Linked DNA regions of Mus musculus: all the other regions are linked to region 4. The links are chromatin contacts, called in public Hi-C and promoter capture Hi-C maps. All regions are on one chromosome and are shown on one strand. The core of a region is the stretch at or near the end of the contact, and the rest is flanking DNA. Distances in the headings are between cores, read along the strand shown. Region 1 holds the start of Phospho2 (phosphatase, orphan 2). Region 2 holds the start of Ola1 (Obg-like ATPase 1). Region 3 holds the start of Ssb (Sjogren syndrome antigen B). Region 4 holds the start of Slc25a12 (solute carrier family 25 (mitochondrial carrier, Aralar), member 12).

The links. Promoter capture Hi-C pulls out the DNA fragments that hold promoters and counts their contacts. A called contact is a pair of places that touch in the nucleus more often than the background predicts.
Region 1: a contact with region 4 is called in a Hi-C map of B cells, with 5 read pairs. The contact joins the promoter of Phospho2 here to the promoter of Slc25a12 in region 4. A contact is called at or near these places in 1 of 39 promoter capture datasets (liver) and 1 of 484 Hi-C or Micro-C datasets (B cells).
Region 2: a contact with region 4 is called in a promoter capture Hi-C map of liver, with 5 times the contacts expected there. The contact joins the promoter of Ola1 here to the promoter of Slc25a12 in region 4. A contact is called at or near these places in 3 of 39 promoter capture datasets (hippocampal neurons and liver) and 1 of 115 datasets of contacts at active chromatin or transcription factors (double positive thymocytes).
Region 3: a contact with region 4 is called in a promoter capture Hi-C map of pre-B cells, with 2.6 times the contacts expected there. The contact joins the promoter of Ssb here to the promoter of Slc25a12 in region 4. A contact is called at or near these places in 3 of 39 promoter capture datasets (the C10 cell line, liver and pre-B cells).

Annotation. Positions count from the first base shown.
Region 1 is chr2:69,787,381-69,793,374 of GRCm38.p6, forward strand. Phospho2 (phosphatase, orphan 2) reads left to right here and starts at 2,357. Exons shown (of 4, transcript NM_028521.2): 1 at 2,357-2,576; 2 at 2,906-2,941; 3 at 4,957-5,111. It overlaps Ccdc173 (coiled-coil domain containing 173), which reads right to left and starts at 2,106. Exons shown (of 9, transcript NM_001077684.1): 1 at 2,035-2,106; 2 at 1-6. The coding sequence starts at 2,083.
Region 2 is chr2:73,212,730-73,218,893 of GRCm38.p6, forward strand. It overlaps Ola1 (Obg-like ATPase 1), which reads right to left and starts at 1,718. Exons shown (of 11, transcript NM_025942.2): 1 at 1,557-1,718; 2 at 131-231. The coding sequence starts at 231.
Region 3 is chr2:69,857,645-69,863,786 of GRCm38.p6, forward strand. Ssb (Sjogren syndrome antigen B) reads left to right here and starts at 3,918. Exons shown (of 12, transcript NM_001110145.1): 1 at 3,918-4,068; 2 at 5,580-5,671. The coding sequence starts at 5,606.
Region 4 is chr2:71,363,883-71,370,299 of GRCm38.p6, forward strand. Slc25a12 (solute carrier family 25 (mitochondrial carrier, Aralar), member 12) reads right to left here and starts at 3,873. Exons shown (of 18, transcript NM_172436.4): 1 at 3,631-3,873; 2 at 2,645-2,698. The coding sequence starts at 3,642.

The DNA.
Region 1 (5,994 bases), core at 1,107-3,606, 1.6 Mb before region 4:
CCATTCCTAATGCATTAAGAAACATAATTTTTAAATACTTTTCAGGAAGAGTTCACCTGACTTTTTTTTCCAGAAATTTCTGGAGTATAGTAGTATCTGAAAATTGCCTCAAATGTGTAACTTAAGATTGGCTGAGGGAGATAATACGAGACTTTATGAAATCAGAGTGAAGTGATCAAATCTTTGGTGATTTCCTTCATTTGTAAACTTGGGCAAGACATTGAACTTTGTGGGATCTTGGTGGAAAAACTCCTGATCAAGAGAGTGAGGTCTACGGCCTGGGTGGAGATCAAACATGCTGGTGGGGTTGGGATTCAATCACGTTTTCTCAGGGTCCATCCTAGAACTCCTCGAGTCATGCTAATGAGATAGGCAGAATTAGCTCTTTTATAAGACCCATTTCATTAAATTTGATAAGTATATGCCTCCAAAGCCATCATTACAGTTCAGATAACGGCCACAGGACACCAACAGTCCCCACACCCATTTACTGCTTGCCATCCCTCCTTAGGCTCTACTAGGCCACCACTCATCTACTACTTTTATTATAGATTTTACTCAAAAGAATTACTTTGAGATTCATTCATGTTGTCATATACGTGATTTTATTGCTTTATGCTCTTTCCCAGAATCCCTGCCCCAATGCAGAACCTTATGGGGCACAGCCATGTAACATGTTAACATGTTAACATGTAACATGTTAAGTCTCTTCACTCTTCTGAACTGATCAGAGGAGTGTATTCTCCTTTTCTTCTCTCTCCTTAGCATGCTTTCCTTAACACTGTGAGCTTTCCCCAGCGTTTCAGACTGCACGCTTCCTCTAAAGCAGCAGTTTCTCAGTCTGTGCATCTCAGCACCTTTGGGGGTCGAATGAGGGTCGCCTAAGACCACTGGGAAACACAGATATTTAATAATAATAATTTAAGCATAATTCATACAATTATAATCATGAAGTAGCACAGAAAATAATTTTATGGTGCGGGTCGCCACAACATAAGGAACTGTATGTAATAAAGGGTCACAGCACTAGGGAGATTGAGAACCACTGTTCGAAAGCATCTCTCCTCAATACACAGCAGTTTTTCCAAGTGGAGCAATTCAGAAAGAGGCTGAGAGAAGCCAGTTTGAATCAGTCAGCTTGCAGAGGAGTTTGGGCCAGAACACCTGTGTTGAACCATCGAGGCCAGAGTTCAGAAAGAACTAGAAAGGGTGAGCTTATTCAGCAGTAAGCCTCCAAGACAACAGTTACATCTGGTGAATAAAAATTACTTTTACAATGTCCTTGTGTATGAATCAAATTTCCTAATGTTCCCACTGACCAGATTGTGTCTATCCTAGGGTGCAGGGTGGGGGTAGGGTGCTATTGCTACAGAACTCAAGCAAAACGTGAAGATAGTTCAAATTTCCAAGAATCTATTAGTTACCATGACAACAATTAAACTTGTGGAAAGACTTTGTTTTTAGAAGTCCTACTTGCTCACATCTTTGAAAAAAAATCAAATCTTAGGTCACTTTAATTGGTCACTTTAATTACCTCATTATCATTTTTTTTTTTTTTTTTACATTATCAAAGCATTTGACTAGGGGAGAATTTTAACTTTAGCGTGGAAAGAACTGAGGTTTTTCCGTGAGCTTTAGAAAAGATTACTCAGCAGGTCTGCAACATTATAAAGATTTTGATAGGTCAATAACATTTCCAAACGGCATTCCAAAATTTATTCAACGAATTACAAAGCTTAAGTGCCCCGAGTGTCTGACGAGTTACAGCTGGGGTAAGGCTCTAACTGCTGCCTTTTCTACCCCTATTCTACTCCTAGTCTATTCTTTCTACTGCTACGCTCCCCTAGTCCTCTTTCCTTTTTCCACTCATTCACCTGAAGGCCAACCTGCCTAACTTCCAAGGATGCTTGCTGGGACTGCTTTCGACTTGGTTAAAGCCCATTTCAAAAGGCAACCGAAGCCCTCACTTTGTCACCCTATGCTGGGGTTCTAGAAACAACAACCCCAGCTCCGGCACGGGCCAAGGCAGCTCACCTTGGCTTTCCTTCGCCTGCCCGGAGCGCCGTCCAAAGCGCACCTGCATCTTTAACAAAGCTGATCCCGCGAGTCCAGAGCAGGTGATACTACTTCCAAGCTGAAGTCAGCTACTGAGCGATAACTAAACCATTTGGTTGTTTAGCAACCACGCCGGAAGTGACGTCAGTCTCCAATCCAGGAACCAGGAAGGAGCCCTGTCCGCGGCTGAACCGAGGCCCGAAGCCCGGGTGTGCGCGTGCGCAGTGCAGAGCAGTGGGCGAGCCGGCGCTAGCAGTTCACCGGCTGCGTAAGGCACGAGAACCAACCGGCCGACGCTGGTGCTGATGCTGGCGGCCCGCTGCGACCCAGGCCTGGGTCAGTGAGGAGCCCTCGGTCCCGCTCGGCCGCTGCCGCTTTTCTCACTCGCTGCGCTAGTTTGGAACCGGCCGGTGTGCGAGTCGAGGCCCAGGCTGGGTGCGAGCTTCTACTCTGCGCCCCGCTGGCTGAGGTGAAGGACAGCCCTTTGACCACCGAGCCACAAGGATTAAAGGACAGAAAAGGTGTTTTTAAATGATTTGATTTATGAGGCATAGTCAGGACTATATGAGACCCTGTCAGTTGTTACGTAGGACTATTAAAACTTGAATGTTGTCCCCAGAACATTCGCGTTGATACCTTTAACATACATTAAACTGCTTGGTAAATAACTTGTAATTAGTGTACTTCGGGAACCAGTCAGTCTCTAATGACACAAAAAGTGGACTGGCACTTGATCTCAGCAGAGGCTCTCCTGACATATCGCTGTACAGCTGATTTCATTACTAAATTAAAGGAAGTGCGACTTTCAATAATGAACGTTCTAATGCATAGTTGTGCTATCTCTCCTCAGGTTTTCTATCAGAGATGTTCCACTGTAATAATGCTGGTAAGTATGGAAGGATTAATAAAAATTTCTGGAGACGGAACTTTTGTGTACTTGTGCTAAGCGAGTTGAAAGCTCCGCAGGGCTGGAAAGGTCAGGGATTGAACTGTCTTTGTAGGCCAACAGCCGCTTGCATAGTTTGTGAGGGAGCACGACGCCTAGCGAGAGATCGGTGAATTACACAGTGCTAGCTGCATCCCCAGCAAATTGTACCTTTCTCTTCCTAAGGCCCTCTTCCCACAAGATAACGCAGAGTGAGCAGGAAGTTCCTTCACGGGACAGAAACTCTGAGCTGAGGGACCTCACCACAAGGGACAACACAGGTGCCCTTTAACCTGTTCACTCTAGAGTTATCCTTGAAGCAACTGGGGCAGAGTATATAACTTAGAAGGCAGAAGCTGTGTAGACCACGTCTCTCAGTGAAAATTATCAGGAGTTTTACCAAATTAGTTACAAGTATTGAACCTCATAAAATATCTCAGTAACGTTCTCATATGGTCTTATATTTCAAATAGGGTCTCATATTTGACTTGAAACTCCCGATTGCAAGTGCCTTTTCCATACAAGTTGGTCTAGAACTAGTTTTTTTTTTTTGGGGGGGGGGTTGGGTTTTTTTTTTGTTGTTGTTGTTTTTTTTTTTTTTTTTTTTTTGTCTCGAAGCTCTTTTGCACCCTAATTGGAAACAGAATTTAAATGACTATTGAGATATTTTAAAAACAAAATCAGAAACAAACAAACAAAAACCCACAAATGACAATTAAACCACTCATTAAGATCTGGCCACTGTCCATAAACCATTTTATGCGTGCTATACTTAGTTATGTGTATGTTTGTATATGTGTTTGTGTGAGAGTAAGTGCACATGATTGAAGGTGCCCAAAGAGACTAGGGCTGTCAGACCCCCCTGGAGCTTCAGTTACAAGTAGTGATAAGCCACCAAAACTTGGATCTTCTACAAAAACAGTCAATGTTCTTAACTGCTCAGCTGCCTCTCCAGCCCCTTATTTATTTACTTCTTTGGGGTGTATGTGTGTGTGTACTCGAATGTAACAGCCATGGCATCTAGAGACATTAAGTCCCCTGGAGCTAAAATTGTCCCACCTGACTTGGGTTCTGAGAAGAGCAACATGGGCTCTTACCCAGTGAGCCATCTCTCCAGCCCTGAGAATACTGTTTTGATTTTGTTAATAAAATGTGTTACTGTGTGTGTATTGAGTGAGTGTGATGGTGTACTAGTCAGACGGCAAGCATTTGGAGTCCTCTTCCCCTGTGGGGGTGTCTTGAGGATCTCACACTGAACTTGTCAGACTCGTTCAGCAAGGGGTTCCCCATCCTCTCTGCTCACTGGCCCTCTTCACACTGCACACTTGACACTGCGTAACCGAAGCTGCGTCCAACAGTGCAGCATTATGTCTGCCTCAGCCTCCTGAGTGCTGGGATTACTGGTCTGGTTTTCAAATTTTCAAACTTTAGTAAAAGAGTTCCCTGGTAAATTGACATTGTTAAAAGTTGGTCTGTGAACTTCCTTAAGTTTTGTAGATTTCTATTTTAAGTACATCACTCATAGCTGAATATAAATAAAATAATAGTGTTTCCCTTTTAATGAGAAAAACTGAAATGATATTCAGTTGACTTCATACTTATGATTTTATTAATCAGATAAAATATTTTTATGGCATTCTTTTTTTAGTATTTATTCCAAGTATATATGTATAATCAAATTGTTTCTTCATTGCTAGTACATGTTTTGTTTTGTTTTGTTTGTTTTTTGTTTTTCGAGACAGGGTTTCTCTGTGTATCCCTGGCTGTCCTGGAACTCACTCTGTAGACCAGGCTGGCCTCAAATTCAGAAATCCGCCTACCTCTGCCTCCCAAGTGCTGGGATTAAAGGCATGTGCCACCACGCCTGGCTGTTTTTGTTTTTTGTTTTTTGGGGTTTTTTTTTTTTTATATGAAGAAGATGAATCTAATTAGAAAAAATAAATTTTGAACCTTTAAAATATTTCTATTAATTTTAGGAGTTAAAAAGTCTTTGTTCCTTTGCTGCATATCAGAGCAATTTCTCTGCATACAGAACTGGAGTAATGTTTACAAACAGCTGGCAAATTGAAGACTGCAGTGGCCTAACCTCTGTGCTGAAGTAGCATTAATTGGACTGCAAGTACCAGTTTGGGTAAGTGGTTTTAATAAAAAATATGTTTACAAGACAGGAAAAAAATCTAAAATTGAGAAAAAAATACTCTTAGATTAACTTTAAATGTGAGTTTACTTCACTCATATTCTTCTCAGCCTGGTCTGTTGAGTGAGTTCCCGGACAGCCAGGCTACACAGAGAAACTCTGTTTCAAAAAACCAACCAAATTTTAAAAATTCACTAATTTGTTAGGGAAAATTTTTCTTTTAATATGGTGCTGGAGATAAAACTGAGGTGTCGCACATGTTAGGCAGTCTCTCCCTCTGAACTATGTATACATCCCTAGAAAACTTTTTAAAATCATACTCTGTGAATCTCCATAAGGTATGTGTGGTAGTTTGAATATGGTTGGCCCATGGGAAGTGATGCTATTAGAAGGTGTGGCCTTATTGGAGGAAGTGCATCACTGTGGGGGTGGACTTTGAAGCTCCACCTGGTGTGGATGTGACCTTCCTCGGCTGCCTAGAAAACGGCCTTCTGTTTGCTTTTGGGATAGGATATAGTACTCTCAGCTCCTCCAGCATCATGCCTGCCTGGACACTGGCATTCTTCCCACCATGGTGATAATGGACGAGACCTCAGAACCTGTGAGGCAGCCGCCATCCCCAGTTAAATGTTGTGCTTTATAAAAGTTGCGTTGGTCATGGTGTCTCCTCATAGCAATGGAAGCCCTAAGGCAGTATATTTAATTTAAATGTTCTTTTTTGTGGGGGAGGGGAGGGTTCAAGACATGGATTTTTCAAGTAGCTCTGGCTGTCCTGGTACTCACCCTATAGACCAGGCTGGCCTTGAACTCAGATCTCTCTGCCTCTGCTGGAATTAAAAGGGTGTGCCACCACTGCCTAGTTAACTGAAATGTTCTT
Region 2 (6,164 bases), core at 468-2,967, 1.8 Mb after region 4:
TTACCTACCTTCTAACAGTATATTCAAAGCAGTTACTTCTTTCTCCAATAAAATCTTGTGAGTTTCTATTTCTATAACAGGACACAAAGTTTACAAAATCAAAATAAGAAAAGTCCCAATTTTTACTTACCCAACATTTGGCAATCCAACGATACCAATTTTCAGTGAGGTTCCAAATCTTCCAATAATTGGAGGCGGTTTAATTCCATCTCCTCCCTTTTTCGGGGGCATCTAAAATATCAAAATGAACTTTTAAGACTCCCCTATAAACAAAACACATGTCTGTATACAGAATATATTACTGGGTAGTAGACAAGAAAACCTACTGTCTGTACCAATCCACAACTAAAATATGAGCAAAACCCATACTTTTTTTGAGGGGAGGGTCTCTGTAAACAGATCTGATTCTAAAATGTGTACATGTATCACTTCTGAGTAGTCCCAGAAACACTGCAGCAGCGGGAATCAAAGATAAACTTAAAACTTAGTTCCAATCCTCCGTGCTGGCTGCCGACAACCGCCTTCTTAACCTGTCATAGTATTTGAAGGAAAGCATTTGGAAGGAGAAGAGACACAAGTCTAAGGAAGCCCATTACAGAAACACCAGCAACCATGTCACCTCTCGCCAATCATTCCTCCACCGCTTGGAACCCGCCTCTCTCCACAACTCAGCGTTCACCACACTGATGGTCACTACTAGGCCTGGAGGTCCTTCGAAGCCAGACCTTTTTGCCTTTGACACTGTAGGTAAGCTTACCGTCAGTCCTTATTAAACAGTTTTTGAAACCCACACTCTACACTGGATACTTTGAAGGCACTCACCTTGTCGTTCCTTTTCAAGATCCAACCTAGAGCTTTCATGTATGCTAAAAGCAAGCGCTCTACCAGTAGGCTATATACAGCCCTATTTCAAATACCTTTTGATTGACAAGTCCAAACTTTCTGTCTTTTCTTGTCCTGGCTCCAAGGTCCACTGTGCAAAATTGATCTCACTTTTAACACTGCAACAGGAACCTACGAGGAACTGCAACCTTGCGCGTCTTAGAACCTGGAAACTAAAACTGTCCCTGCCTTCTGGCTGGTTGGACCTCCTAGAGCCACGCTGCTCCTCCCTCCTTCTCCCCACTCCGCCTGCTCCAGAAGTGATACTCCAACCTGTAATCCCAGACCGGGAGGCCAAGGATCTCCCATTTTGGGGATCCTGACACCTGTTCCGGGCCTCCAATGAACAGCTGCATGGGGAGAGCCCGTCCAGTCCTGGAGCCTACAAGGGGTGACCTACAAGGGGTGCCCCCGCAGTCCAGCCAAGCAGGACCTCCGCACACCACCCTTCCCCTCCTGACCCGGCATTGGCGTCCCGCCCTGAGGCAAGACTTTCCCCCAGACTGCGGCGAGAGCCAATCTCGTGGCCGCGCGGCCTAGTCCGAGGGCGCCTCATTCATCCACATGCCCCAAGCTGTCCGCTGCCCTCAGCCCGTCCCGGCGGCCGGTCTCCGGCCTAGCGCCAGCCTCGGAACCACTGGCCCGGGAGCCCACGGGCTCCTTCGGGGACTCACCGTGCACCGGGCTAACGATCGCACGGGGTCCCGGACTGCAAAGACCGGTGTCGCCGGCAGCCGGAGGTGGGGAAGAAGGCGGAGAGAGCGCAAGCCCGGCCCTCCGCCGAGCCGCACGCACGACGGCAGAGGCGACGGAACGGGCGGGCCGGGGCGGCACCTGTGCGCAGGCCACGCCCCCACAGGGTCACGCCCATTGGCCCGGATGCCCGGGCCCGGATGGGCGGGGCCTACGAGGAGGAGGGCGCTCAGCAGCACCGGGTTTCTGCGTCTCTCTACACGTGGGCTTCCACCGAGCCTCCAGGTTTCTTTCAGCTCCACTGCTCCGGTTCCGGGCTCCTGCTTCGTCTGGGATCTATCTTGTCCCTGACTGATCGTGCCCAGATCAGCCTTTGCTACCTGCACGGAGCCGCCCTTCTCCCCTTTCCAGTAACTTCTTTCAGATGGGTTAACGATGAGAAGCCATTAAACTTTCTTCAAGGGAAAAATGGACCAAGGAAAATTTCGGATCCAAGACGCACTTAACAGCCACAGAAGTGCATAAAACATTTAAAGAGTCACCATCTTCTTCCTCGTCGCCGCACATACATCCCTTTCCTCTGCGAGGTTAAGAACTATGAGAAGGAAACATGATTTCTTCCTGGTTCTAAAATGAGACTACTGCGATCCATCTCATAAGGCTATTGGTAGGATTAAATCAAATAATATGTATAAAGTCACCTTCTAACTACACTATGAGCTCCACTGGGACAAAAAGGTGTTTATTAGGTTTTCTCCAATGACTTTCAAGTATTTGTTACAGTGAATGTCCAGAAATTATAATTTTTTTTCAAACATACCAGTTGCAAATAAAAGAAAAGAGTGTGAATTGGTTGCTAATCCCCAATTTGCAGATGACAGAATAGTATCAGAAAAGTATCAGGTAAAGTTTCACAACTAAACTAGTGACAGAAGACACATGTCAAACCCTGATCTCTCTGCAAAAATCTGAGTTTTTTTTTTTAATTATGTTTATTGCCTATTGTATGTGTGCTTGTGTGGATTCGCTCTTGTATACAACAGTTCTGGTGAGGTCAAAGAACAGCTTGGAGTCAGTTCTCTCGTACTTTGCAGGTTCTGAGAATGAAACTCAGATTCGTAAGGCTTAGCAGCAAGCACCTCTCCATACTGAGCCATCTCACAGATCTAGAACTCTTCACTTTCTGTCAGAAACTTTTTGAATGGTGTGACTGACAAGCAGCAGCTGAGCCACTGTTTGTAATAAAATTGCATTAAGGTTTTTCTGTCACCCCGTGAGAGTGATCTTAGGAAAGCCTTAGAGCTCTTTTGATACATTTTAAAGACAGGGTCTTTGTCTTTAGTTTTGCTATTGGTTAAAGATTGTTACTGTCAAAGCAGTCACGTAAGTCCTTACTTTCTACAGTTACTAATGCACTACACACTCAGCCTAGTATCCTTGTCATCATTGTATGTGTAAAATAGACCCCAGGGATAAGCAGTACACAGCTTGTAACCGCCATCGAGCTAACGCACATGAACAGCACAGAGGTCTGAGACATTAAAAAATAACGCTATTTTCAATTACTCTGATCCCCCCCCACACACACACACACACACATATCATGGCTTTATTATGTAGCTGTGCCTTCCTCTGCTCTCATCCCCTAGCTAACAACCAAAAGCCAACTGCAGCTCTAGACACTACTAAAATGTCAGGAGTAGAAGAGGAGGAAACATGTCATCTAGTGGACCCCTAGGAAAAACAGGCAGTGTGTCTCAGAAGCCTCTAGCTGACATCTTCTGTTTCACTGGGCAAAACTAGGTGGATCCTTCATGAGTCACAGGTGAGGGGTGTTTGGAGTGTGGCGGTGCTAGGCAACAAGATAAATGAGTTACGTGCAAGGCAGGATAGAATAAGACAACACAAGATTGTATAATTTTCTTCAGAATGACATGATTTAAAACTTGGCAATTAAGCCGGGCGTGGTGGTGCACACCTTTAATCCCAGCACTCGAGAGGCAGAGGCATTCGGATTTCTCAGTTCAAGGACAGCCAGGTCTACAAAGTGAGTTCCAGGACAGCCAGGGCTATACAGAGAAACCCTGTCTCGAAAAACCACAAAAAACAAAAAACAAACAAACAAAAAAAAACCCGTGGCAATTAGTTATTTCTGGAATTTTCCGTCTAATACTCTAATGTTGCAATTGGGCATGATATAATAAAACCATGGAAAGTAAAACCACAGGTAAGGGCATGGGGCTATAGTACTAGAATCACCATGGCCCATTTTGGGGTGTAATGGCTCAGTGGACCCAGGTTTGATTCCCAGCACCCACATGGTAGCTCAAAACTGTAACTCTGGTCCCATAGAATCCAATGCCTTCTTCTAGCCTCTGAGGGCATCAGACAGCCATATGGTGCACAGACATCAAGACATAACACCCATTTATATCAAAACAAAACTTAGGGGGGAAAATTCTTCCCTTTAAAAAATATGTATATGTTATGTATATGTTTAGGTAGGTGTGTGTATGTGTACATGTGTCTATGAAGGCCAAAGATTAGCCTCTAATGTCAGGAGTCAGCCACCTTTTTTTTTTTTTTGGACAGACTATCTTACTGGGACCTGGGGCTCACTCATCAGGCAGGGCTGGCTAACCAGTGAGCCCTGGTCTTCCTGACTCCACATTCCCACCACAGGGATTATGAACACATAACCTCCATACCTGGCTTTTTATATGGGTACTGAGGATCAGCCTCAGCCTCAGCCTTGCACATCGCATACTTCACCCAGTAAGCCACCTCCCAGCCCTTTTCTTTTAAAGACATAGTCTCACTGTTTAGACCAGGCTGGCCTCAAACTCATAGTCTACCTGCCTCGGCTACCTGAGTGTTGGGATTACAGATATGCAACACCATATTTACATACACTGCCCTCAAGCCTTGCTGTTTGTAGCACATGAACTTTCTGGCCGGAACATATCGGACCTGGGATATCAAATCCAAGCTGAAGAAATCAAGATTCTTTTCCTTTCTGGAAGTTGGAGTCAAGCCATAATAACAAATGCTGTTGGTTGCTTAAAGGGGAACATAAAATCAGGGCTAAGGACTATGTTAGGCACTTTTTTTTTTTTCAACAGGAGGCTATTCTAAAGAAAAAAAAATAAGGAGGAAAAGGGTCAAGCAATCATCAGATGGTCCTGGAGAAACTGAAAGAGGAGAGAGCAATCACAAGTTCTAAGTGTCCAATTCCAAATGTCTAATCCATCGAATGGCCTGTTTACTTTTTAACCCCAGGCTCTCTGATAACCTTGCTTTCTACCGAGAACTTCCATTTTCTGTTTAAATTGGTTTACAGTGGATTTCTAATAGCCAAGCAATATTTGCAGTGGCCAAGGCAGACAAGAACTTATAGCCTCCTAAGAACTATCATAATGCACGTGGGAGGCACATCATCCCTCTTACCTGCAGTCTTAGACAACAGTTTCCCAGAGTGTGCTCGGTGTAACTGGGATTCTCCAAGAAGCTCTGTTGAGTAAGGGATGCAGGATCAGATGAGTTCCAGAAGCACTACAGAATCTTTTGGGAGACTGATATAATACTTGAGACAATGATTGGTTTTGTTGTTTTAGGATTGGTATAAAAATACCTCCATTTTTATTTTACTTATTGTATGTGTTTGAGTGTTTTGCCTGTATGTATGTTGTCTTAGTTAGGGTTTTACTGCTGTGGACAGACACCATGGCCAAGGCAACTCTTATAAGGAACAACATTAAATTGGGGCTGGCTTACAGGTCCAGAGGTTCAGTCCATTATAATCAAGTCATGGCAGCATCCAGGCAGACTATGGTGACAGAAGGAGCTGAGAGTTCTACATCTTCATCTGAAGACTGCTAGTGGAAGACTGACTTCCAGGCAGCTAGGATGAGAGTCTTAAAGCCCACACCCACAGTGGCACACCTACTCTAACAGGGCCACACCTTTTTAATAGTGTACTCCCTGGGCCGAGCATATATAGATCATTATGTATGTCTATGTACCACATGTATGTCTGCAGCCCACAGAGGCCAGGAGACAGTGTCAGACCCATCTTCTGGGACTGGAGTTTATGGATGGTTGTGGGCTGGCATGTCGATACTAAAAATTGAACCCCTGCCCACTGGAAGAGCAGCCGGTACATGCTTTTAACTGCTGAGACATATGCCCAGACCCATAAACAAACAAACCCAAAAAACAAAACTCACCTATTAAATCTCAAAAGCTGGCTCAGCAAGTAAAGACACCATCAAGCCGGACCACTTGAGTTTGATCCTCAGAATCCACAGGGTCAAAGCAGAGAACCAGCTTCCATAAGTTATCTTGTGCCCACTACACACATGTGCACACACATGCTCACATGTGGACATAACACATGAGAATAATAAGCATCAAGGTGTGGTAGCACATGACTTTAATTCCAGCACTCAAGAGGCAGAGGGATCCCTATAAACTCATGATCAGCTTGATCTATTCAGCCAGTTCCTGGCCAGGCATGGATTCATAGTGAGAGCCTGCCTCAGAAAAAGAGAGAAAGAAGAAAGAAGCTGTCAGGAAGAAACAATATTCAG
Region 3 (6,142 bases), core at 2,668-5,167, 1.5 Mb before region 4:
GTAAACAAGTAGTGTGCGCAGGTGCAAGAGTAAATTCGTGCCAAGTCACTGCCCATCCCGGGGCGTAGTAGTGGGATGATGAGTGAGCAGCTAATCAGGAGCTGACATGTCACACGGAGGGGTATATAAGCAGCACCATTTTCCTTGTTCGGGGTCTTCCTTCGGTTGAAGCAATAAAGCTTTGCCGTAGAAGAATCCGGTTGTCCAAGTGAATTCTTGCTGGCGAGATACTAGCTCGGGATATGATACTTCATCTGCTTTTGTTCCTTCAGGGACCCCTGAGAGTCTCTCAAATTTTGCTATGGCCCCTTGAAATTCATCTATTGCTTCATTTTTTTGTGTTTGAGCCATAATCGCAAGGTAGATTTAGCTGTGCCCCCAACATATTAATCTAGGATTACATTTTCCCAGTAGGAGGCACTGTCCTCAAAGCCAACTTCTTGGGCTTCCTTCCCTGCCTGCTCTCTAAGCTGCTTCCCACAGGGCCATCCTGCAGATGACTGCACCTTAGTGGATTTCTTAAAGCAAATTAGCTTCTAGAATAATCTCCCACCTCTTGGCTGCTAAAGTCTGAATTGGTATTTCCTCCATACCTAAGGTGCCCTCTTATTCTTTTTTTTTTTTTTAAGGTTTATTTATTTATTATATGTAAGTACACTGTAGCTGTCTTCAGACACACCAGAAGAGGGCATCAGATCTCATTACAGATGGTTGTGAGCCACCATGTGGTTTCTGGGGTTTGAACTCAGGACCTCCGGGAAAGCAGTTAGTGCTAGTAACTGCTGAGCCCTGCGCTTCTTCTTAAATTCTTAAATATATAAATGTTGTCCTTCCACTTCAGGAAGGGGGCCTCATTTCCTAATCACTTCACCTTGTTATTTAACTTGTAAGTTTAACTTGTGTCTGCAACTTTAATGCATAGTCTGAACAGATGCTATTAGAATTTGTGGGGCATGGTGGAAACTACAATTTTGAGGGCCCTCTTTGAGAAAAACAATACCAGATTATGATTATAAAGTTAAGTGGGAAAATGACCATTTGCTTAAAAGAAGTATGTAAATTACAACCAAGATGAACACCACAAATGGCACAAAATTCAGGAATAAAAAAAATGAACCTAAGGTGACCATTGAGCTACAGCCCCAGCCCACTCATTCTTAATTATTTATTTTCTGGAACCATCTTATAGTAACTTTGCCCAGCATTTTAAGCTGCATAGACTTTTTGATTATTTTTTTCCTACAACTGATTTTGCAATATTTTCTATGTTGAGTATAAAGATTAAATATAGAAGTATTCCAGTTCTTTCTCTGAAACTGCACACCCCTGGAGAGTTTTAAATTTATTTTGAATGGTTTCTTGGGAAATAGCTCCCTTTGCGATGGTATGCATATAGGTCCCCCCCCCCATCCCACTTATACCTTTACACATCTGCGTGCAGTCAGTTTTATTAAGCTGTAGGTGAACCTCTGTGGTTGTGCTCTCGCCCAGTGGGTAGAATGACTGTCCTATTTAAAGTATGGAGATCTTGAAATGCCATTGAAGGCTAAAAACATTTTGCTGTATTTTGAAATGCAGTTTTTATTGTAACCTTTATTCATCAGAATTGCCAAAGGATGTGTAATCAGATTGAAACTAAACATTGAATTGTTTTGACCTTCTATAAAATGGTATTAAGTAAACGGTGTCACTAATACTTGAAAATGCTATGCCTTTGTATCATTTAGGCATCTCTACCTGTATACCAAATAAAGCATCTCATAGTGATGTCCCAAACTGAATAACACCACTGCCTTAGATCAATCATTCTGTGTACAGGGGAAGGGTACAAGCCACTCTGACATTTAGAAATGTACATGGGATTTTTTCATTCATGGTGACTGACATGCAACTTTTAATTCTTCCACAATCACTCTCCAAAAAATTATGAAGTTCTCCTTGTTCAATACTGTAGAATCTTCAAATGAATACGCTGAATTCTGATCGTAGAACAATGATGTAGACATACCTGTGAAACTTACCTGGTTACAATAACAGGTAGTATGGGCATGTGTGTAAAACATATATTTTGAAGGTGATAATTCATTTCCTTGAGTTTTGCTAATGGTACCTTTTATTATATTCTCATGAGAATGGTAGAAGGAAATAAGATTTTTTATATTATTTAATATAATTTATACAACATTACATTAATATTTGCAGTATTTGGAGAAAATGGTTATGTGAAACACCTTTTGCTTCTGAGCACCGTGCTTGTGAATTTCACAAACACCAGTAAATGAAAATCAGTTTGTTTTTATCACTATATATTATTTAACTTTTTAATTATTTGGTGGTACACATATAGTCGATTCTAATTTTTCTTTTAATCACATAACTTACTATTATGAACATTTAAGTTATCTAAGTGCTTATTTATTTATTTTATGTGTGTGTCCTGGGAGTATGTATGTGCACTGTAAGCGTGCAGGACCCAACAAAGATGAGAAGAGAGTGTTAGAGTCCCTGGAAATGGATTTATAGTAGGTTGGGAGCATTTACACACATGGTATTTTTCCACTGTCTATCCATGCAGGCAAAACACCCGTACATAAACTTAAATCTTTAAAAAAGGAAAATTTAGCATTTATGTCTCACAGTAAGTAGAAACTTGAAAATTTTTTTATTGAATGTAATTAATCTAAAGTTAAAACTACCTGAGGATAATACTAGTAAATTCTTTTTTCTTTGGCCAAAATGGCATGTATAGTTAACCTATAAATGCATTTCTTCTTCTTCTTCTTCTTCTTCTTCTTCTTCTTCTTCTTCTTCTTCTTCAAATTTTAGAGTTTATCTGTTTGGGAACTTCCAAAATGCTCTGAGATTATGAAGTTATTTTGTGAAAGTAATTTTTATATTCCAGGAACACTGAAGGAAAAAGATGATGTCATAAGGAAATTGCACCTCTAAAACGTTAAAATTGTTATGTAAAAAGTGGCAGTCCTGACTTAAGTGTGAAGTCTCTCAAACTATTCTAAATGTACTTCTTTCCTAGCAAGAGACTTTTTTGTTTTGGTTTGGTTTTTGGTTTTTAGAGACAGGGTTTCTCTGTGCAGTCTTGGCTGTCCTGGAACTCACTTTGTAGACCAGGCTGGCCTCGAACTCAGAAATCCGCCTGCCTCTGCCTCCCAAGTGCTGGGAGCAAGAGACTTTTAAAAAGATTTGTTTGTAATCCCAGCACTAGGGTGGCTGGAGGCAGAAGCATAGTTTGGGATCAGCTTGGGTTACTCATTGAGTCAGACTCCAACATCAAAACAAGCAAAGATAGACAGCAGCAGCAAGAGGGGGAGCAGTAAGAGCCTGGTGATGTAGGTGAAGTCCCAGCACTTTGTACTGAAGCAGGAGTTCGAATCATTGGCCAGTTTGTGCTTCAGAGAGCTAGCCTGTCGGAAACCAAGCAACTGTATGGTTTTTTAATTTTTTTCCAAAACCACAACACCATGCAAGTCAAATACATTGCAAAAGGCCAAGCGTGCTGGCGCACCCCTTTAATAATGCCAGCACTCCCGGAAGAGGTAGGCGAGTGTCTCAGCAGAGGCAGGAGGAGTTTGAGGGTCAGCCTGGTCTACAGAGCAGCGCGAGTTCCTGGATAGCCAGGACTACGCACGGAAACGCTGTCTCAAAAAAAAAAAAAGGAAAAAAGAGACAAAGGGGGAAAAAAAGAAAAACCAAGCGCTACAGAAGAAAGAAGGGAAGGCTCGAACATACTGCCCAGAAACACATTAAAAACAAAGATCTCCACAAAAACACTTCCTGTCAGCCCCTAACATTCTGCTGAGCAATTTAACAATTTCTCGGGCGGGAGGGCGGGACTCCTCCTCCGAGGATTGTGGGAGGCTGCGGTAACGGCGCGTGCGTGGAAAGCAGAGCCGGGCCACTGCGTCCGCGGCCACGCCCACCTGTCCGCAAGGGCTGCCGGGAAAGCCCCCATCTTTAAGCGCGTTTGGCTGGCCCGCCGGCGCTCGGAAGTCCAGGCGCTTCTGTCGTTGTTCTTGAAGCTGTGGTGACCGTGGGATCCGAATCTTTGAGGTGAGCTTCTTGGAAACTGAGGAGAAGGTACGAAGGGCTGTGCTATGCGCAGGCCTCACCTTCCTCTCCGCGCCGCCGCGTGGGCCGCGCGGCCCGTGGCCGTGTGCTGGACCGCGGCCCGAGGGGGCGCGGGCCTCGGCGAGGCCACGGAGCGGGCCCCGGCCAGAGATGCGGGCGCCTGGGGCTTTCCACGTGGCAGGGATCCCGGCGGGCCGGTGTGGGAGGATGCGGCTCTCGCGGGGCCTTTAGGCAGAGGCTCGCCGCATCCTCACGGCGTCCTTTCGGTTTGTTCCTTGCACCCCTTTCCTGACTGGCCAGAGGCGGATGTTTCGGACCATTTAAGTCTTTAGGGTGGTCGGTGCGGGTTAAACGCGACAGGGTTCTGTGGGGACTGACTGGAGGCCGAAGAAGTGGGGGCCGCTATTGGGTTCCCAGCGTCGCTATCTTTTTTTTTTTTTTTTTTTCCTTCAAAGAACTGCCATTGCCATTCTGTCTTCAGTGTGAAACAGTCCCTAAATTGGGTAGGCCGCAGAAGTCTTGCAGGGGCTAACTAGGTCGTTATTGACCTGTGTCTCTGTAGTAATGAGAAGTGAGATTGTTGGTAGTGGGAGACAAACCAGCGCCTGTAACAGTAAATTCTGAAGTGGGACGTGTACTTCGTAGATTTCCCATTACAGGACCAGTGTATCGCCAGCAGTCTCCAGCATTTTGAGCAATGTCTCAAGAAATATACCAACAGTAACTCATAACTATATTCAGCTGCTGCAGATAAACTCTTCAAGAGCTGGTATACTTCCGTACAATATGGTAGGGTGGTTTAGTAAGGCGCTGAAAGCCAGTAAGACAGAAGATCCGGTTTGTGATTTCTAGCAAACCAGTATCACAGTCCCTCTTTATTCTAGGATTGTTGTCAGACCGTGAAACAGGAAAGTGGCTATAGAGTTAACCAGTGTAGTAGTGTTTTAGGCACATCCTTACCTTCCAGCGTCCCTAGTTTAAAATTTTTTGTATCTGTGCTCACAAGGTCCCATTTTTCTTGTATTCTCCTATATAGTGTCTAACACCGTAACTTTCATATCTGAACTCTATTTTCATTTTTACCAGTAATAAGTTTTGGTAAGTCAGCTGTGACTAATTTGAAAAGAAACGCAAATAATTGGCATTGAGGGCTATAGGAATATACTGCTGGCAGACTATAATACTGATATTTTTAAAGCTAGAAATGATTCAGGGGTAGTTAAGTGGACATTTTCTGCTTTTTTGTTTTTATCGCTGAACTTTGCTTTACCAACTACATGAAGAGTTTGGTTACAAAGTAGGATTTACTGGGAGGAGGGGTTGTTGATCTGAGTTTTCCATCCATAATCCAAGGTGTTGCTTTGTTGAGATGTATGAGAATTCATAGGGAAACCTGTAAGGTTAGGAATTCTTGAAATTAAAAAAAAAGTGGCATACTTTTTACTCATTCTCTTGTATTGACTATTATATAAAAATAATAACCTTCCTACCAGTGTGAGAAACTTTACAGATAGCCACAATGGCTGAAAATGGAGATAATGAAAAAATGACTGCTTTGGAGGCCAAAATCTGTCATCAAATTGAGGTATGATTCTTGTGTTGTTAAATTGTAACTTAAGATGAAAACAGAACATCTAATAGCGATATGTGGGCTTTTCAAACAACTGGCTTAGCTTTGATTCTTGGAGTTAATATGAATGTATTCATATTAGGGCAAAGTTAGAAGTCTCAAGAATTACAGACATTCCAAAGGTAACACTGTAGACTGGTGTTTATTTTTGAGACACAGAGTTCCCAAGTCTGTAAAATGGAGGTAATATTTGTAAGTTGATGTGAAAATTAATGGTGTGCCTAATATCTAACAAGCTAGCATAAATTCCATGGTAAAGTACTTCTGGTCAAATAATAGTTTATTCTATCTAGTTAGTTCTCTTCTAAAAAGTTAACATAACTTTTTAACAAATTATGCATTTCAAAAGTCCTGTTAGACTGTTCTCCACTTCTCTCTCTGCGTGCACTTAGCCCCTTCTCTCTTTCTCTCTTTCCTGCCCCACTT
Region 4 (6,417 bases), core at 2,623-5,122:
GTGAGATGGCTCAGCAGGTAAGAGCACCCCGACTGCTCTTCCGAAGGTCCGGAGTTCAAATCCCAGCAACCACATGGTGGCTCACAACCACCCATAATGAGATCTGACTCCTTCTTTGGAGTGTCTGAAGACAGCTACAGTGTACTTACATATAATAAATAAATAAATAAAAATTTAAAAAAAAAACCTTCTATCTCAATTTAAAAAAAAAAAAAAAGAAAAAAGAAAAGAAAAGACATCAGTTCCCATTTCCTTATGTTTTACCGGGTCCCACATGAGAAGATGAAACCTGGAAAGTCTAAATAATTCGCTTAAGGATAGGGAGCTATAGAGACCGAGGCCTGCGAATTAAACCCATCTTCCTTAAGGAAAAAAAAAAAAAGCCAGCTGTGATGATGTACATCTTTAATACCATCATTTGAGAGGCAAAGGCATCCAGATCTCTGTGAGTTCAAGGCCAGCCTGGTCTACATTGGGGGCATCCTTGAACTTGGGGTGAGGGATACACATGTTCCTGATACCTGTACTCTTCTTACTACATCATAGAGCATCTCAGCTGATTGTTTCCATATGTAACCAGAAAATAAAATTAGCTATAGTATACAAATTCTCCACAAACAACTGACCCTAATCATAGTACAGGGCTTATACTAATATGTTTTTGTGAACCCCAAACAACACTTGTAAGGAACAAAGGTCTTAACACACAAATGGTGAGGCTCTATTATAACTAGTTTTGTTCCAGAAAGGATCCTTTTAATACACTTTGTAAAACTCAAGGCTCCTAAGAAGCAAGGTTATACACACTTATAATCCCAGGACTCAGGAGGCTTGAGACAGAAAGATCAAACAAGTTCAAGGTACCCCAGGCAGATCTCTGTGAGGTTGAAGTCAGCCTGGTGTAACAGTTCCAGGGCAGCCAGAGTTACATGGTAACACCCTGTCTCCAATAAACAAAGACATATGAAAGAAAGAAAGGCTGTGCTACCTAAAAAGCCTTAGTCTAAAACATAAAAATTAAAAATAATTCTCATTTTTCTAATTCTCTTTTGTTTTCTTTTGGTGCTAACACTCAAATGCAGGGCTAAAGCAAGGTAGAGAAACACTTTATCCCTGACCTTTACCAATTCTCTTTCATAAACTACACTGTGTGTGGTCACCTATGCAGCCTCCTCCTCCCCACCAGGCCTGAGGAAACTACCTGTCCCGGATGGAAGTGCTATCCAGCTTAGACTCATTAGCAGACGCTAGAATCTGTTCCTAAGATAGAATCACAGACTTTTGGAATGGAAAGCAACCTTGAAGGTCACCTTTCATTTTACAGTGGAAAATAATACCCAGAAGGAGCCTGCCCGAGGTTAACAGTCTACAGAGACTCCACAGCCAGAATACAAGATTCTAAAAAACAGCTCTTCCAAGAAAAACATAACTTTTAGTAAAATACCTTAGGAATTTAAGAAAGCAAAGGCAAAAAACTAGGCGTAGTCAGGTGACTGATTCTAAAAGCTTAACATAAGTAAGGTATTTTAAGGTCAATCCTTACAAGACTTCCGGTTTTGTTTTGTTTTTGTTTGTTTGTTTTGGGTTTTTTTTTTTTTTTTGGTATTTTCGAGACAGGGTTTCTCTGTGTAGCCCTGGCTGTCCTGGAACTCACTCTGTATAGACCAGGCAGGCTTTGAACTCAGAAATCCGCCTGCCTCTGCCTCCCAAGTGCTGGGATTAAAGGCGTGTGTCACCACCGCCCGGCAAGACTTCCGTTTTTTTAACGTGTGTATGTTTATGCACCACATGCATGTGATGTGATGTCCTCAGAGGCTAGAAGTAGATGACAGATTCCCTGGAATTGGACTGCAGATGGCTGAGTGCTGCCATATGGGTGCTGGGAATCCAACCCAGGTCTTCTAGAACAGTGCTCTTAACTGCAGAGCCATCTCTCCCCACCCCTTTTTAAAAAATAATTTATTATTATAAGGAGCAGATGTGTGAGCACTGGTGCATATGCACAGATATATGAAAGTCAGAGGACAACTTTATATAGTTAGTTCTCTCCTTCGATATTTATATGGGTTCTGGGTAAAGCACCTTTATCCACTGAGTCATCTTACCAGCCTCCTTACAAAAGAATCTAAAGCAAACATGTTGTACCAACCCCTACCCCCATCCCCATCTATGGTTGCAATAAGTGGGAGGAGAAAGCGCAACTACAATAGTCATAAATTATCTGTGCAACAAATGTCATAGACATTTATGAGAAGGAAAATTTTATAAGTCATCCTAAGTCATGCAAACAAAAAGAGCAACTCCAGGAAAACCTCATATCAATCCCCAATAGAAAGAAAAATTTTCCAATCCGTTCTTACTAAGAGTACAAACGGCCGGGTATAGAGCCAATCGCAGCCCTCAGGAGGCAGAGGCAGGTAGATCCTCCGAGTTCCAGGACAGCCTGGTCTACAAAGCAAGTTCCAGGACAGCCAGAGCTACACAAGGAAAATCTGTCTCAAAAAAAAACCAAAACAAACCAAGTACAAAGGACATCCTCCACTCATGTTTGTGAGAAGAGCATTTCTCAAAGTTAGAGAGCTTAAAGAGGAATAACGATCATGTTCTTCCCATTCTTTCCCTGATGTAAAATTCTTTCACTTACCTGGAGGAATATGTTTCTCAGCTCATGAGGATCACCTCGTTTGGTTGTATGCACCTGAGGGGGGGGGGGGAATGACTGGTTAATGCTTAGCTAGAAACCACATAATCTCTTTAGATTATAGTTTACATCTGCTAACAACTCATTTATCTTTCATAAGGTCATTTAGTCTAAAAACAAACCCAAAGCTTAATTGCTGATAACACCTGTCAAACCGGAGATCTACGGCTAAGGGGTGGGAGAAAAGGGTGTGAATAGTGCAAGATAGAGCAAATTACAGACGGCACTTCCTGTGAACTGGAAAGGGAAACCAATGTAATCGTTTACTTTATTCCACAACTACTAGCAATACAGTAGCAACCACCAAGCTACAAATCCTGAGAGCCTCAAGAGAGGAGCAACAGGAGATGTAAAACAGCCAAATTAATAGCCGGGCCTAGCAGCCTTTCTTGTGGAAAGCAGAAACAGTACATCGTCATCTTGGCGACCCTTTCTCCATCTGACCTAAACCTTGAGAGCTGCCACAATACGGATACTTTCGACATCTGACAACCTGCCAGGCAAATGTCAACCAGTGCCCTGGGCTGTATTGTGGCCCCAAATGACAACACCCACCCCCTCCCCCACCGCGGATGCCCTGGGTATCCCCGGTTCTCCTGCCCGCTGACTCTCAGTCCCTCTCTGATGCTCTCCAACTCTGTGCTCGCAATCCCATGTACCTAGGACAAAACACTACTCTTTTCCTCCTCCCGACCATGGTCCTCAGGAGCCCCTCCAACTCACGATCCCTCCTCCTTCCCCTCCCCCAGCCGGGCATCCTCTTCGCTCCGGTCCAAGCCCAGCACAGCTCTCCACCCGCAATCTAGAGCCCCGGGACGCACTGGCTAAGAACCAGGCAAAGAAAGCAACGGAAAGAGGCGGGGGGCTGCACTCGGGGCCCTTGGAACGTCTCTTATGCAATAAAAGCAGCAGCAGAGAGTTGGAGTCACCTTGACCGCCATGCTGTGCTCGGAAGCCGGGAACGAGCGAGTGAGCGAGCTGGGCCGAGCTGTCAGGGCGCGCGCGCGCCACGGCCCGGGGCCGCGCCCGCGCTCCCTCCTGTCGCAGCGCCGCGCCCGTCTATATGCAAATGAGCTAGAGCGCGTCGGTGGTGCGCACCGAGTGGCCTTGGTTGATCCATCAGCGGGCCGGCGGGGCAGTCGCACCTCTTGCGGGGGACACCAGAGCTCCGGTCGCCGGATTCCAACGCGCAGTGTGAGCAGAGGCTCCTCTGGGCCAGCCCCAAGTCCCAAGGCCTGGCAGTGGGTGTGGCTTTGGGCACCGGCTTCAGCCAAAGTCGGTTCCCTCTTGGGGCTTAAAGGAACACTTGGGGCCTGTATTGAGCAAGGTTGGAAGCATATGAGAGCTTGTCCCATTAATAATGAGTTTATGACAACCAGTGACAAATATTGATAAGGAAAATGATTAGTTAGGTTTTTTAAAGGGAAAACCTAAGTAAACATAACTTCAGAAATATGCTCCTGAATTAACATTCCTTGGGATATCCCTAATGGTTTATTAATAGATTCGCTTCACTCTCTTAACCACCCAAATTCTTTGTACAATGTATATAGAAAACAACTTTATTTATCTTGGAGCTGGTACTTGCTATGCTGACTTTCTCTTCTACAGGAAACAATTCCTCTGTGAATTCCCAGCCCTGCCTTAAGCTAAATTAATGTCTCTAAAACTGAGGCTTGCCATTAAGATATGTGAGGGCCAGGCAAGTAGCTTAAGTTGCTGGAGTGCCTAACTAACATGCTGGAAGTCCCGGGTTCTATGCCCAGTAGCACATAAACTCTATCTTGGCGAAGTAGTATCCGACTGTAATCCCCAGGCTTGAGAAATGGAGGCAGGATAATCGGAATGTCATCCTCGGCTGCATAAGAGTTAGAGGCCAGCCTGGATGCATAAGACGCGTCTTCAAAGAAAAGAAAAACGAAAGGAATAGAGGAGAAGTAAGAAAGGGGAAGGGAGGGAGGCGGGGGGGGGGGGGTGTGTGGAGGGGGAAGAGGGGTGCGGATCCGAGGTGATAGCTCAGTCTGAGGCTCCTCAGAACTCATTAAAGGTAGAAAGATAATCAACACCTATTTTCCACATTTCATCTAAGCACTAAGGTGAATAAAATTAAAAATTGTTAAAAAAAAAAAAAGAAGGGGAGAAAAGATCCTATTAGTTCTCATATTGATATTCACCCAAATATTTACTAAAATCCTCCATGTGCTAGACATGGTCCTATTTGTAAAGTGTGGATATAAATACACATATATGCATATGAAGTATGTGTATAAGTAGTTATTTATTGCAAAGACCTTCTTTGCCACCATTATCATAGACCATTTTAAGTTATAAAACTAAATAGCAATCCTACATATTGTAGATATCATACCCTTGGCTCAATCATACTTAAATGTTGCAATATTTGATTATCCCTGGGTTATTACAAGAAAATTTGTAACAAGCTGATGATGTCTCCTGTAGTAGTATATTGCCTTTATTCCCACCCACCAGTTATAGGCTTCGTGTGCTCACTTTTCAATATCTTTGAGACCAGGCAAGGGGATAAGTCTTTTTAAAAGAAACATGGTTGACTTGTTTAAAACTGATCATTAGTGCACTCGACATGGGTTTTGTGAGAGGGAAGGAAGTGATGAGATTTCTTGTCATTATAGTATTAAAATTAAATCTACTTAATTCATAAAATCATATACATGCCATGAATACTTGTGTCTATCAATAAATATGTGCTATTTGAAAATATCAGAGCCCAGTAAAAGCCAGACATTTAGCGATTGTGTTTACCCAGGACCTCAACCATATTTGGTTTTTTTTTTTTTTTTTTTTTTTTGGTTATTGTTTAGTTGGTTGCCTTTTGTTTATTTGTTTTGAGACAGGGTTTCTCTGTGTAGCCCTGGCTGTCCTGGAACTTGCTCTGTGGGCCAGGGTACCCTCAAACTCACAGAGACCCACCTTGCCTCTCTATCCAGAGTGTTGGGATTAAGGGGAGCATAACTACATCCAACTACTATTTTCTTTCTTTCTTTCTTTTTAAGATTTTATTTATTTATTTTATGTATATGAGTAAAGTAGCTGTCTCCACACATACCAGATAAGGGGATTGGATCCCATTACAGATGGTTGTGAGCCATAATGTTGTTGCTAATTGAACTCAGGACCTCTGGAAGAGCAGTCAGTGCTCTTAGCCACTGAGCCATCTCTCCAGCCCTTATTTTCTTTCTTAAGTGAGACATGCTCCTTTAAATTAAAAAAGGGGGGGGGGGGGCGTAAATAGTGATGGAAAACCAGGTTCCCATATGTGAGTGACTGCTGGGCCTTTATCTTTTGCCATGCACAAAAACTTCCCTCAAAATGTATTTTTAAAGGGGAAACATAAGATCTACAGCCATAAAACTCCCAGAAGGAAACGCATGGAACGGGGAGCTCTCTGACACTGCCTCAGGTAGTAACAATCACACCAAAGCCAAAGCTCGGGTCACAAGTGAGACTGCATCAAACTAAAGTGCTTCTGTGCAGCAAAGTGAAGAACAAAATGAAGAGGGCAGCCTACAGGTTGGGAAAAATATTTTTAAATTATTAACATCCGAGAGTCATATTGAGAAAACTTATACAACACAGTAGTAAATATCCTCTAATCAGTGAATGAAAGATTTGAAGAGACAATTGCTCTAAAAATGATATAAAAAAATGGTCAAGGCGTCGGGTGGTGGTGGCACACG